Linked DNA regions of Rattus norvegicus: region 2 is linked to region 1. A link is a contact called in public Hi-C data. All regions are on one chromosome and are shown on one strand. The core of a region is the stretch at or near the end of the contact, and the rest is flanking DNA. Distances in the headings are between cores, read along the strand shown.

Evidence for each region. A called contact is a pair of places that touch in the nucleus more often than the background predicts.
Region 2: a contact with region 1 is called in a Hi-C map of liver, with 2.7 times the contacts expected there. The contact joins the promoter of Pcsk5 here to the enhancer-like site in region 1. A contact is called at or near these places in 4 of 12 Hi-C or Micro-C datasets (Schwann cells, kidney and liver).

Annotation. Positions count from the first base shown.
Region 1 is chr1:224,615,088-224,617,787 of GRCr8, reverse strand. The region is part of intron 2 of Pcsk5 (proprotein convertase subtilisin/kexin type 5); the gene reads left to right. Among named protein-coding and RNA genes, the nearest start is that of Pcsk5, 78 kb to the left of the region's middle. Within about 2 kb of position 1,442, at least 2 of the 93 cell types and tissues checked have an H3K27ac peak or open chromatin away from gene starts, as enhancers often do. A contact at or near this core is called in liver, where this site is marked.
Region 2 is chr1:224,692,927-224,695,626 of GRCr8, reverse strand. Pcsk5 (proprotein convertase subtilisin/kexin type 5) reads left to right here and starts at 1,280. Exons shown (of 21, transcript NM_053823.1): 1 at 1,280-1,484. The coding sequence starts at 1,287.

The sequences.
Region 1 (2,700 bases), core at 193-2,692:
AAAACAGTAATAGTGACTACATAGTCCTTATGCTATAGAGTTATTTTCTCTGCCTTTTGAGAGTTTTGGAAGTCTGTTTGCTCTTTTGCTTCCCCTGGGTTGTTTAGGGGCCTGAAAAAAAAAAACAATCTACTGGTTCTTTTACTGAGAACCAGTGAATAAATCCATTTATTTTCCAAATCTTTATGGAGTGCACACTCTGAGTGAACCACAGAATAGTTTCTGTTGGGGCTGGAGAAACTCAGAGACACTGGATTCCCTGCTTCTAAATAGAGCCTCTACATCTAGTCAGTAGTGACGTTTTCATCCTTGACAGCCATCTCAGTCTCCTTGGGCTGCTAAGTCTCAAACTGGAGTGAAGTCTCTAAGAAGTGGCTCCTTCTGGTGCTAGAATCTTGACAGTCCCTTCTCAAATCTTCAAAACTTAACAGTGTTTCTGGGAACTCTGGACACGTTCAGCTCTCACTCCACTGTCAAGCAAGGCTCTGAATGTGCCAGGTAGAGTTCTCTGAAGGGATAGAGGGGTGAGGATGGAGAGAATTGGATAACCCTCTATGTCTTCCCCAATTCTGAGCAACCAGGTGCAGTGTCCATCATAGTAATATAATTGACTTCAGGGTCAGGCATCTAAAGCACATGGCATGAAAGAAGGAAGTTTCATGGTGGAAATTATCTGTCTTCTACTGACAAATGTCCAGTTAGATGACAGGGGTGAAAACATTTTCTTTCTCTTGCCCCAACCCCATCATTCCTGTAATTGTTGGTGCTATGGCCATAAGTTCAGGGGAAAGAAGCCCCAGTGTAATGACTTGGCACTCCTGTAGAACTCACAGGGGATGCCAGGGAGCTGAAAACCTAGGCTAAGCCTGTTTTTTCTCCTCCTGGTATGAATTCCACCCTGTACTGTTATCAGACATTTTTCCGGACTTTCTGTGCCATGACCTACAAGTCATGTCAGGTACTACTTTGCGGGAAGCCCTGACATGGTTTCTGATGTGAAGGAATCTTACAAAGATTGAGAAAACATTTGGTTTGCCTCCAGTAACTGGGTTTAGAGGAAACAATGTCAATCCCTTTCCTGTTTGCCCACGGATTTTGAAATGCTTTTCCCGGAGTGTGAAAGGCATGTTTCACTGTGACCTTAACCAAAGTTAACTGTATGCTGACTACTTCAGAGGGTGGTACTGATGTTCAAGGCTATCACAGTCCCAACATTTCTGGTTGCAAAATCCCCCAGCTCTTCTGCCAAGTGTAAGACTCGAATATAAAAACACACAGAGGACAGGAGAAGGAGAGAAGGAGGGAGGGGCAGAGGGAGACAGAAAGAGGGGAGAGAGGAGAGGGGAGAGATGGATGTCTTCATCAGAGATCTTTATCAATCCTCATGGCTTTCATCTCTCTGATGATGGAGAGCTCTGTTCAGTTGTCAGCCTCCAGTGATGTCACAATAGTTATTGATTAACTTTGAACTCTTTGGCCTTTGGGGAACCTGGTACACATTCTGCCTAAAAGTTGTGCGTTTAACATTTTACAAGAAGAGAAAAGTGACATTGTTTTTCCCAACAGTACTTAATTTATAAAACAGGTGATTGTCAGCAAGGAAATGCTCAGTGTTTAATTTTGGAGATTTCATCCAACCCTGATGAAGATTAAGCGATGAAAGCCACCAGGCTAGTCGCAATGCCTCATTTAAAAAAGCAAAATACAGATACAAGTAAAACTTCAAGTCCCCAATTCGGAACTTTCGAAAATCATTGTTCCTCACTGATTTTTCCACTATGATCAAAATCACAGCAGTAGGGTCCACGGGAGTCAGAAATAAGAGCCGATGTCATCCCCATATAAATAACCAGGAGAACTGGATGATGCATGCAATGGAGGTGAATTATTCACAAGGGAGGAGTGTCTCTTTCTGTGTGAACAGATCTTTCCTCACCGTTGCCTGTGTGGGTTAAATGGTATGTTGCATGGAGAAGAGAGATACTGACATAATGTCCCACAGTGAACAGGTCACCTCATGCTCTTTACTTTGAGAAATAATCACCCATTCCTTTGCCGACATTTGCCTCTTTTTATATTAATCTCAGTTGCGTTGAACAATTTCTTCTCTCTGTGCAACATAAGGCTCTTCTTTGTATTCATTTGGTTGACCTAGAGCTTGAGGGCATCCAGTTTTTCAAATACAGATCTGAGAATATCTGGAGTGATTTATGCACAAAGCTGTGGCGCTGGCCAAAGAGAACCGAAGTCCACTGAGCTAAATTCAAACTTTGTTCGGAGGGAAAGATGTGATTTTTGCTGCCATCTAAACTTACACCATGGTAAGGAGAGAATGAGATGTCCCATATGTGCTTTAGGTTTTGAGTGGACTTTACTAACTGCATTGCCTTACCCGTCAAAATGCTTAAAGGATGGTTCTCCAAAGGCAAACACATGTGGAATGAAGTCTTACCACTGTAATTTTTTTTTAAATGTGTGGTAATCTTGATCCTGGAACAAAGATGGACGGAAGCACGGACTGTTCTAATTCAGTTCCCTTATTAAGGGATTTCACATAATCAAAAGTGAAATTAACCCCTGGTGGCATTTCAGATAGTAAAACTGATTTTAGGCTCTTTGGAATTCCATTTCCTTTTAATATTTAAGTCATCAAAATTGTATTCAAATTTCTTCTTAAATTAAATTAATTCTCCTATGGTT
Region 2 (2,700 bases), core at 31-2,530, 78 kb before region 1:
CTTCCTCTGTGGTCCTTTAATATTACTTTCCTCCACTGCTCCCATGTCCTACTTGGAAAGTTGGAAAACTCTCCTTGCTGAGGCAAATGAAGCCCTTGGAGATAAGGACACAACAAATGAATGGCCACTCCCTTGCAACCAACACTTGTCTGTTCTCTGGTACTGCAGATATTCATAGAAATATCTTTCCTAGCTCTAAGCACGGAATTTCACCCTCCTGTGATGTTGCTGCTGAGTACCAGTGCTGATCTCCCAAGTCAGCAGGCGACAGACTTTTGGCTTTGGCTTTTGTAAGAGTGAATGAGACTTAACTGTCCTGTGTGGCAGCTTCTCCGGGGAGCAGAATGCATAAGATAAACAGTTACTGAAAAGCGTAAAGAATTAGCGAAGTTAAAGTCTCGAAGTTATTTGTTTGGCAATTGAGACAAGAATGACCTTAAAATGCTTAGTTAGTCCAGGGCATTTAGAGCCGGGATGAATGAATCTTTGCCATACTTCCCTCTCATTATCGTGTAAATCCTAGACTTTCCAGAGTAAGGGAAAATTAATCCAAATCCAGCCTGGCGAAATAAAAAGGATAGAAATCAAGACCCGGGAGGCACTCTCCCCTCAACCCTTGAGGGAGACTGGCCTTCCTGCCCCGACCCGGGAGGTTACAGCAGGGAGAATTGGGAGGCGCTAGGACCTGGGTGGCGACTGGCTGAGGCCCCGCTCGTGAGGGCGGAGGAGTAGAGGAGGAGGGAGATGTGGGAAAGGAGGGGTGCTCCGGGGGGCGGGGGAGTCATTTATGCGGAGCGGGCGCTGCTGCTGTCGCCACTCACAGTCCCCGCGCGCTCGGAGCCGGAGGGAGCGCAGCGAGCGGGCGAGCGAGCACTGGGAGCCCGGTTCAGCAGAGGGGGCGCCCGGCCGCTGCCTGCGCTCGGGCCAGTCGTCTCTGCGGCGCTCCGGGGCCGAAGAGGAGCAAGAGGCAAACGAAGAGTCCTCGAGCGGAGCCGGGAGAGCCCGCGGCGAAGGCGCCAGTCCCACTCCGCCGCTTCCCGTGCCAGCCGGGGAGCGATCGCTTAACCACCCCACCGGCCCAGAGCCCGTCGCCCCGGTACCCGCTGCCCCAGGGATGGTCTAAGAGCCTGCGAGGGGCTCGCAGCTCTGCTCCGTTCCTGGGCTCTCTGCCTCCTACCGACCGCTCCAGGCTGCGCGCCCCGCCGGCCCAGGCCGGAGAAGTTAGTTGTGCGCGCCGCTTAGCGCGCGAGCCAGCGGGCGGGCGAAAGCGGCGAAGCGCCGGGACCATGGACTGGGGCTGGGGGAGCCGCTGCTGTCGCCCGGGACGGCGGGATCTGCTGTGCGTGCTGGCACTGCTCGCCGGCTGTCTGCTCCCAGTGTGCCGGACGCGTGTCTACACCAACCACTGGGCAGTGAAGATCGCCGGCGGATTCGCGGAGGCAGACCGCATAGCCAGCAAGTACGGATTCATCAACGTAGGACAGGTAACTAACCCCCGGTGACACAGACTCTGCACCCAGAAGCTAGTCGTTTGGGGGCTTCTTGTCCCCTCCGCTTCGACCCCTCCCCCTTTTCCAGATGTGCCTCTGCAGCTGCGGCCCGAACTCTAGGGCGATGCTCTGGGCTTCGCGCTCCTTGCACAGTTACACACATGCCCCGAAGTTGCTGGGATCCCTGTTTAATTTGTTTTTACAAGCAAAGAGGGACAGGTAGGAAAATATGGAGTGCCCCTGGACAGGTTCAGACTGGTCTGAACCTTTGGACCTGGAAAGTCCAGAAGTGCTCTTTAGCTTGAAGAAATACTCCTGAGAGTGGTTGTGGCAGGGAAGGTTGAGACCTTTGGGAGGCCAAGGAGTGAGAACGCTCCTGGTTCTAACTGGGAGAGAAAAACCTGGATTAACCTCTTGGGCCGCGGAACTGCTGGGCTCTGGAGAGCTTGGAGTGCAGCGCCTGGTCGGGAGGTGGTGGGGAGAGAGGAAGGGGGCAGGACACGGGGAGGGACCCATGGATTTAGGGGGGGGGGGTCCTGGCTGCTGCCTCCTTTGGCCAGAATCCAAATATGGGCCCCCGGAGCTGGGCGGGGAGGGACCTGGGAGACACCGAAAGCGGCTGGAGTGTTCGGCTCCGGGAATTTGGGAATCTTCTACTGGTGAAACCTGGGGTATTCTGTTGTGGCGAGCGGCAGGAATGTTTTGATGAGGTGCTGTTGGTGGATTTTCATTCGATTTGCCATTCTGAGAGAAATGCCAATACGTTTTTATGAGACCTTTGGCAGCGCCACCGATTTGTATTGTGGCCCCAATGGCCTGGATTTCGTCCTCTTTCCCATGTTCCTACCAGAAACGGGACTGGAGAGGGCACCGATAAATGCCCCTCCTAAGAACCTCACAACTTCTTTGGGACTGATCCAAGGAGGGAGCCCTGCCGCGGTTCTTAGCAGACTAGGGTTGGGTGTAGAGCCAAGGTGGGAGGGCCATAGAGGCATTTGGGGGCGTTCACATAGTGCTTCAAGGCCGCGGGGCAAGAGGGTGCCCATTAATGCTGCTGAAGCAAGAGGGCACAGATGGTTTCTGAGAACCTTTTCCTTTGAACTCCACGCCTAGGATGGCAGGATGGGTGGAGAGTCCTCGCCTGGCTCAGGCCACTGGGACAAGCTGTCAGGAGCAGAGCTCCTGGTCCTGCTTCTAGTAATAAGCTGGG